Linked DNA regions of Zea mays: regions 1 and 3 are each linked to region 2. A link is a contact called in public Hi-C data. All regions are on one chromosome and are shown on one strand. Each heading gives the region's core, a stretch centred on a gene start, on an enhancer-like site or on the middle of the called end of the contact. The rest is flanking DNA. Distances are from core to core; before and after follow the strand shown.

What was found. A called contact is a pair of places that touch in the nucleus more often than the background predicts.
Region 1: a contact with region 2 is called in a Hi-C map of leaf, with 4 times the contacts expected there. The contact joins the promoter of LOC100280414 here to the promoter of LOC103645850 in region 2. A contact is called at or near these places in 3 of 25 Hi-C or Micro-C datasets (ear, leaf and tassel).
Region 3: a Hi-C map of ear shows a contact between it and region 2, with 3 times the contacts expected there. The contact joins the promoter of LOC103645851 here to the promoter of LOC103645850 in region 2. A contact is called at or near these places in 13 of 25 Hi-C or Micro-C datasets (ear, endosperm, leaf and 4 more) and 1 of 3 datasets of contacts at active chromatin or transcription factors (leaf).

Annotation. Positions count from the first base shown.
Region 1 is chr2:5,721,046-5,723,869 of Zm-B73-REFERENCE-NAM-5.0, forward strand. LOC100280414 reads right to left here and starts at 1,531. Exons shown (of 10, transcript NM_001153337.1): 1 at 936-1,531; 2 at 570-595; 3 at 414-444; 4 at 181-268; 5 at 1-105. The coding sequence starts at 1,357.
Region 2 is chr2:5,899,620-5,902,453 of Zm-B73-REFERENCE-NAM-5.0, forward strand. LOC103645850 (crossover junction endonuclease EME1) reads right to left here and starts at 1,308. Exons shown (of 12, transcript XM_008670560.2): 1 at 621-1,308; 2 at 186-277. The coding sequence starts at 1,167.
Region 3 is chr2:6,032,630-6,035,329 of Zm-B73-REFERENCE-NAM-5.0, forward strand. LOC103645851 (ubiquitin carboxyl-terminal hydrolase 22) reads left to right here and starts at 1,331. Exons shown (of 3, transcript NM_001353358.1): 1 at 1,331-2,344. The coding sequence starts at 1,542.

The sequences.
Region 1 (2,824 bases), core at 281-2,780, 180 kb before region 2:
GCACTTGTGGAGCGTCACGCCTCTGTACTTGGAGCTGCCCCGGGGGAACCCCGTGCTCTGCCGCCGGAGCACGTGAACGAACTCCTCCTTGCTCAGGTGGCCCATCTGCTGGTAGACGAAGGAAAGAAAAAATTACATGTATCTTTCTCGCTACATGCTCCGTATAGGAGTATAAATCACCTGCTTCATGTCGTCCTGGTAATCCTCCAGACTGAAATTGATGTCGGCCTCCACGCCGCGGAACTTGATCGCCGCCCGATCGTACGCCCTGAGGTTGGTAGGGAAAAGCAGACAGCCGGATTATTACAATTCGGCGGCGAGACCCGCTGCTATTGGCGGAGAACTTGGCATGGAGTCAGGGTAGAGAGCCAATGGGAATCGAAGACAGAGAGAGAGAAAGAGGCTTTAATTACCGAGCCGCCGCATGAGCGGTGTCAAACCCGCCTGCAAGTCGTCCACAAGCCAAGCCATTTGTGAGGGATCCAGAACCGAAAACGCCTCGGATTGGGGCAGTCACCCACCTCTCTCCCAAGTACGGATGTGTATGCATGGACATGAACGAAACTTACCCAAATAGACCTGCTTGCCGCAATCCCTGCATTGCACAAGCACAAGCAGAGGGCATGGGGGAGTGAGAGAGAGAGAGGAGGAGGAGAGAGAGAGAGGGGACACACAGACAGAGCAAGAGAGAGAGAGAGGGAGCATGGCATGGTAACAGCTCGTAAGAATAAACTTTGATAAGATGTTGCTATGAAAGGCAAAAGCAGCAGAGGCGAGAAATGCCCAAAACAAGAGGAATCCAATCCAATAGAGAACACCCCCCCCCCCCCCCCCCTCCCGGCCTCCCCTCGCGAGCTGAGCTGCTGCTACCTGCTCCGTCTCTCTCCTCGAGCTCCTCGAGAAAGGAAAGGGCGGCGGGCGGCAACGGAACTTACCATATGTGCGACTCCCACCGCCCCGTCCGGCGGTAGAACGTGACGCCGCGGTACTGCGAGCTGCGCGACCGCGGCCCGCGCCGGCTCTTCTTGCCAGCCGCCGCCGCCGCCGCCGCGGGGCCACCGGTTTGCGCGACGCCGTTACTGCCGCCCGCCGCGGGCGGTGGAGCCGCGGCGGCCAGGCGAAGCCAGCCCGCGCGCGCGCTCGACGAGCCGGGCCCGGGCGCCGCGCCGACGGCGGCCGGGGCCGGGAAGAACTGGCGCGTGACGACGGCTTCCGCGGCGGCGGCGGCCGAGTCGTCGTCCGCGTCGTCGGGTATCTCGACCAGCGCGGCCGCCGACGAGGAGGACGCGCCGGAGTCGTCGGCGGACGGGGAAGGCGGGGCGGCCTCGGCGGCCGGCGAGTCGTTAAGGTCCCACATGGCTGCTAGGCGCTGGGCTTCCTTCCTTCCTTACTTCGTACGAGGCTGGTGTGTGTGTGGTGGTGGTGGTGGTGGTCCGGACGTCCAGTTCCCTCCCTGGCTCCCTCCCTCCTCAGGCTCGATCTCCTTCTTGCCTCGCACTCCAACTCGGGTGATGAACGAACAAGAGAAGAGAATAGAGGAGCGAGGTGCGAGAAAAAGGAGGCCAAAAGCAGCCGCTGCTGCCTTGTTGGGGTATGCAAGTACTTTTCTCTTTTGTTATCCCCTTGGCAAAGACTCTTCCAACCTAGGAGAGCTCGGAGCAGAGGAGGCGAAAAGCGCCCGCCCGCCCGCGGGTAGCGGAGCCGGTGGAGGATTGCGTTGTGTTGTGTGTGCCTAGGACTAGGAGGGAGAGGGAGGCGCGCGCGCGCGGGGCCGTGGTGGTGTCTGTTGTGTTGTGTGGTGCGCGCGCGCGGTTATAAAAGGCAGCACCGCACCACATCCATGATCCATCAGCAGCACCTCACTCAGCAAGCCTAGTAAAAACAAAAGCAAAACAAGTGTCATGTTACTCTTATCGCGGCCGCGCAACAACCTAGCTAGCTAGTAGCAGTGATCATTCGCTGGTTCCTTCGTCAAAGCGACCAGATCCGATAGGCGGACACGAACGCCCGTTGGGTGCCCGGTGCTGGTGCTGGTGCCGGCGCCTTCTCCATTTGGGGGCGGCACAGGGTTTGCTCAGCGTAGCCAGCCAGCCTCAGGTTTTTTTTTTTTACTTTTACTTGACCGTCGTGTCGTCTCCCTGCAGCCGTGTCACATGTGGTGACCTGGTGCCGGTGGTCACACTTTGAAAATTGAAACAAGTGTGCTAGCACAAACCTCGGTTTTGAAGGGCATATGTTTCGTGCCATGCCGGAGAGAACCACGACGTGCCAGTAATTGCCTTCTGTCCCACGAGCGACGAGCCGCCCAAAAGATTATGTCTCCACTGAACAGGGAATGGATTTAGCGGTGCGAAATGGACACACGCCTCTCTTTTCTTCTCTTTACTGCAATCGTATCTTCTTCTTCTTCTCCTTCTTGACCAGACAAACATACATGTATGACCGCCGTGTTGATCGAGAACGGCGCTGCCTTTTCTTTTCTCTCCCCCATGCTCACCCAGAGCGTCTGCTCAACGCGTTAATCTGCCAATTTCCAGCTGAGATGACTCCCAAAATTGCTGGAACTCTCTGTCGCCAACTCAAAGCATATATATACATGGGGCATAGAGTTTCACATTAAATTGGTAATCGTGCATTCCTTAATGCTCCCATTCGTTGGTAAGGCACGGCTGCATCAACCAAAAAGCCCTGGCATAGGAAACTGACCAAACACTAGTAGTACTACAATTAGCATCGAGCCATAGCAGTGCATTAAGCCTGGCCATTCAGTGTACCACCAGCTATGCACTAAGCCATCAACTATATGGGTCTGTTTGGTTGGTTT
Region 2 (2,834 bases), core at 58-2,557:
TGCAATACTACAATCAGCACTACACTAGACTAGGGCTCCGGCCTGAACCAATATAACCCACTGTCTCAGATCCAGCTTTGAGCCCCCTGTGGCTCACCATTCGGAGTGAGTCCGCGCTTGCATCCCCACCGAACACAATCTTATTGTCCCGCGGTTTCTGAAACCATGACAAAATCAGACTTTACCTTATTGTTTGGCAAATTGGTCAAAGGCTCCATGTTCATGATGTCATCATCTGACTCATTGTCACTATCAAGTGATATCAGAGAGGTAACTCCTGCGAAACAGGATCAGGTGTTATCAGTCGCAGATAGTAGGCAAATCATGATGAGTCTAGAACCGAGTGTTATTGTGGTAAAAACAGTGATTTTTTCCATCAGGACCGCATGGGAGTTGCCGATATGATGAGTCACAATGATAATTCACAAAATCAAGAGCTGCATTACAATTCTTTTTTAACCTACCTTAACTTAATGTAAGCTGAAACATACTAGAAGCAACTCTACTCTATTAGACACAAGAAACCGTGCTAAGTAAACAAAAACAGTGCTTGACAATAATAGTAGTAGATTCCTCTTGTTGACACAGAGAGCAAGCAGCCACAAGCGAGGACAATTTACCAGATCCTTTTTGTGCCGGCGGAGCAGATGACATTGACATGTCAGGGGCAGCAGGTGGCCTAACCGAGTCCGGGGAGGCGAAGCCCGGAGTCTCAGCAGCAAGACTGCCGAGGCCGTCAGAAGTGGGCACAACCGTCTCTGGTGACTCGGAGAAAGCGGCCCAGTAAAAGATAGAATCGGGCCTGTCGGCAACAACATCACCAGTGGGTGAGAGCGCCACGTCGTCGTCCACCCCGACCGGCTGCTTGGGCACCGAGGAGAGCCGCGGCTTTGGCGGTGACGGGGTGTCGTCGAGGTTGATGGAGACCGAGGAGCGCCGCCGCTTAGGCGGAGACGGGGTGTCGTCGAGGTTGATGGGGGCCACCGCCGCGAGGGGAGGCCGCTTTCGCAGGGGCGGGGACGGCGAGAACGCGTCGAGGAAATCGCGGGAAGAGGTTCCGGAGGATCCGAGGGACCGCTTGCACGAGGCAGGGGAGGCGATGCCGAGGCAGGTGTTGTCGTCGTCGTCGTCGTCGAGGATGTCGACCACGGGAACGGAGGACGCCATAGACAGAGCTGTGTTTGCGGATTCGCCTAGCCGAGGCGAGATGGGGAATTTTGATTTCGGGTTTTGAGCGGTTTGGCGGGTTAGGGCAATCCGGGCTCCGGCCGCGGCGCCGACTGCAGGGTGTGTCGCTGCCTCTCGCTGCGGCCTGCGGGCTGCGGCGCTGCGGAAGTAGCTTTAAAATTTGCAAGGCTAGTGGGCTATCGGCCCGACTCGGGCGTTGCCTCTAGGGCTCCAGCTCCGTGTCCATGTTCCGCTTGCGGATGGGCCACTACCCGTTTCAGCTGCTGTCTACGCTGCGCTCGTGGGCTATGACTTATGGGTTTCTTGAGCGTAGACGTTTTATTTTAAAAAAAATAGATACTCTGCTTTTCTTGAAAACCAGTAGAGAGTTAGCTGTGGCCATCGCCGTTGCCGCGGTCGACCGTCGCCGCCGCCACTTCTTGTGGTATGGGACAGGCGTCGCTGGTGGCTCACGCTGACTGGTCGCATGGTACAAGCTGTGTGACACTAAGGAAAGCGTCAAGGACCTGAAGACTCTCAACGCCTGTCTCCTGCTGAAGCTCCTCCATCGCCTACGCACTGCGACTTCCTCCTGAGCAATTTGGGTCCGCAGGAGCGTGTGCCTCGCTACCCTGAAAGGCTCTCTCGGTGATCACTGGCGAGTGCTCAGCTCGCTCCTGGCCATCACCTCGTGCGATGTTATGGAATGCAGGGCCACTGCGTTCTGGCTCGACGAGTGGTGTGACGAGGGCGACTTCGCCACCCGCTTCCCCGCCGCTCTGCACCGACTGTTTACGCCTTTTTTTCAAGAATCGGCGGCGGTGCCCTCTGCGAGGTGAACGGTCCGCAGCCAGGAGTCGGACGGTCCGCGACCTGTCGCAGAGCTTGAGTTTCTTACCTAACGTGTCGGACGGTCCGCGCGTGCGCAGAGGCGGCGAAGGTCGCCAGCGGCGCTTGATCTCGTTTCCGGAAGGGATCCCGTCGGGGAGGAGAGATCCTAAGGGTTGTCTAGGCTCGGCAGGCCGACCTAAACTCCTCTAATCGACATAGAGTCGAAGAGAAGCGGAGAATTTGGGGATTGAAATACTAAACTAGAATTACTCCTAATGCATAAAGTAAAAACGAGAAATAAACTTGATTTGATCGATTGTTAGGGGTTCAATCGGCCGTAGCCCTTCATCTATATAAAGGGGAGGTCTGGATCCGCTTCAAACTGTTTTCCGAGTTAATCCCGTGGTTTTAGGTAATAAATCCCGCGAGAAACTAGGAACCCTAACTGACTCTGCGTACACGCGGACCGTCCGCGCCACCACCACGGACTGTCCGGACCGCGGACCGTCCGGCCTCAGGGCCGGACCGTCCACTAGGCTTTTTTGGTGTCCAACATATGCCCCTGCCTTTTGGTGAAGGTTGACGAACCAAAAGCATATGAACTAAACCTGATGTTAGTCATCGGCTTTTCAATATACAGATCATTCAATAAAGCACCAATGTATAAAGACCATTTTGGATTGTATCTTTTTCGGCTATGACCATTTGATCAATGGATCAAAATAAATAGAATGGAGGTGCCCCCAGCCTGGATAGACAAAAGGAACTATAAATGTACCATGGATTCATCGTCGTGCCATTCCACATTTAAGTAGGACAATATACCGACGAATAAA
Region 3 (2,700 bases), core at 81-2,580, 130 kb after region 2:
TTTGAGCAAGCAGTTTCTTGTTGCAAGCAAATAGCCTTTCATATAACTGGACTGTTGATTTTGGTGATAGATCCGGAAGACCTGCTGATCATCCTTCTTCTCACGACATGACCTTTGTTGTTGTATAAACATTTCGTTTTAAGTCTTAACACAAGTTTTGTGCCCATCTGCAACTTATTCGTGGGACACATCCTAGACCATGTTTGTTTCCTTTGTAGATTATATAGTAGATTATATAATCCAGCTGAAATAAGTTTACAAATTATTAGACCATGTTTGTTTCCTTTGTAGATTATATAATCCAGCTAAAATAAGTTCATAAATTATTAGGTGGATTATATAATCTAGATATATAGATTATGATAATTCATAAGCAGATCATTAACTACTTATATAATTCATAAGCTAGATTATATATAATTTTAGAGGTAAACAAACAGTGCCTTAGAGCGTTTTTTTATTTGCAAAACTGACTTCACATTGGCATATTGTGAAATACTCACTCTGTCTTATTATATAGTTTGTTTTAGGTTTTTTTTGTCCATATTCAAATGAATAACAATAAATCTAGACACATATAATACACATACATCAAATACTGTATGAATTCATTAACACTCTTTCATTCATTAACACTATAAAACAAATACTATTTTAGGAGGAGTTTTAGGAGGAGTATCATTTGATGTGGTCTTTTAACGCTTGTAAATTGGAAATGTCTCTAGAGTCTAGCCTTATATGTCATCTCTAGGCTTGCAAATTCAGATCGAGCCATCTAAAATTTTGAGAATCTCTAGTCATTTTGTGATTCGCTCCTGTCATCGAACCCGATGGAATGGCCAATGGGTATAGATGGCCAATAAGCACGAGGCCCACGAGCCTGGCACGAAGCTCGCTGTTTGGCCCGGTCCGAGCCCATCACGGCCCGGTTCTATGCGGGCCCGAGCTGGCCCGGCACGAATAAGCGGGCCGGGCTCGGACAGGAAACTAGGCTCGGTGGGCTAGCCCGACACGGCCCGTTTACCTCTAAGCACGTTAAACCCGCTTTTTTGCACTAAAACGTGCTTTTCGGCCCGCTTTTTTCGTGCTACCGTTTAGGCCCACTGTGGGTCGGGCTCGGACAGAGAATCAAGCTCACGGGTTTAAAAGGCCCGGCCCCAGTTTTCTAATCGTTCCTCGCGGGCCAGACTTCATCCGACCGGGCCGGGCCGGGCGGCCCATTTGACCATCTTTACCAATAGGCAATGGCATGCGAAGTTCGGTGCCATGCGCCCGTGCCCCAGCAACCCAGCGGATCCCGATATCGCAGTGCTAGTGTGCTACGCGCAGTGAGTGAACCAATACCGTCACGGCGTCACTCATCCGTCCATCCCCGCGACCGCACCGCCACCGCCATCGGACCAGAGTACCAGACCACCACCTCCCCCCGCACCACGCTGCCACACTCCACCGGCCGCACCCCCACCCCGACCCGGCCACCCCGTCACCCGCCGCCGCCGTCCCCACCACAGCACACCCCGGTCCGTCCCCTCCCCTCCCCGATGTCCACCCCGTCCGTGCCACCGCCCTGCCCGCACCTCGCCGCGCACCGCCTGTCCTCACGCCCGCTGCGCTTCCTCCGCCGCTGCCTGCGCGTGCGCCCGCTCGGCCGCCCCGAGATCCGGCGGGACCCGCGCGAGCTCCCGCGCTGCTCGCCCTGCTCCGCCGCGTCCCCGTCCCCCACCTCCCGCCTCTACGCCTGCCTCTCCTGCGCCGCCGTCTTCTGCCCCTCCCACGCCGCCACGCACGCCTCCGCCTCCGCGGGGCCCGGCCACCAGATCGCCGTCGACGTCGACCGCGCCGAGCTCTTCTGCGCCGCCTGCGGGGACCAGGTCTACGATCCCGACTTCGACCACGCCGTCTTCCTCGCCCAGTCCTCCTCGCTTCTCCCCTCCACCTCCACCTCCTCCGCCTCCGCCTCCGCCTCCCCGGCCCTCCGCAAGCGCCGGCGCGTCGATTACCGCGCGTGGGCGCCAGATCCGGCCGAGTTCGCGCTCATGACCTCCGCGGACCCCACCACCTCCGCCTCAGCCTCCGCGCCGGCGGGGCTGCGGGGGCTCAACAACCTCGGCAACACCTGCTTCATGAACTCCGTGCTCCAGGCGCTCCTCCACGCGCCCCCGCTCCGGAACTACTTCCTCGGTGATCGCCACAACCGGTTCCTCTGCCCGCGCCGCACGCCCGTCAGGCACCGCGCCTCAGACGCCGACAGGGTCGCGTGCCTCGCGTGTGATCTCGACGAGATCTACTCCGCGGCCTTCTCCGGGGACCGCACGCCATACAGCCCCGCCAAGTTTCTATATAGGTCTGGACTCTGGATCTCGCGCGCTAATCGCAATGGTTGATGCCATTTCGGGCCTATAGCAGCATGCCTTACTCCTTTCTGCTGGATCCATAGCGTATTGGGAAAGCAAAGTTAATATTTATGGTAGCCAAAATGGGTTCTTGATGAGTTGTAACGTGGGAAAGAGAATCTTGCCTGAGATGTTGGGTTGTATTTCTTGCTTGCAAAGATACATTACAGTGCTATTTGGATTACATGCCTTGTATTTCAACTAGACCATGATCGTGCAGAATTGCAAATGGAACTACTTAATACAAAATGGAATGAACAGAGAATGTGCAACTGAAGAGGGAGGCATTTTTAGCATTATATGTTAT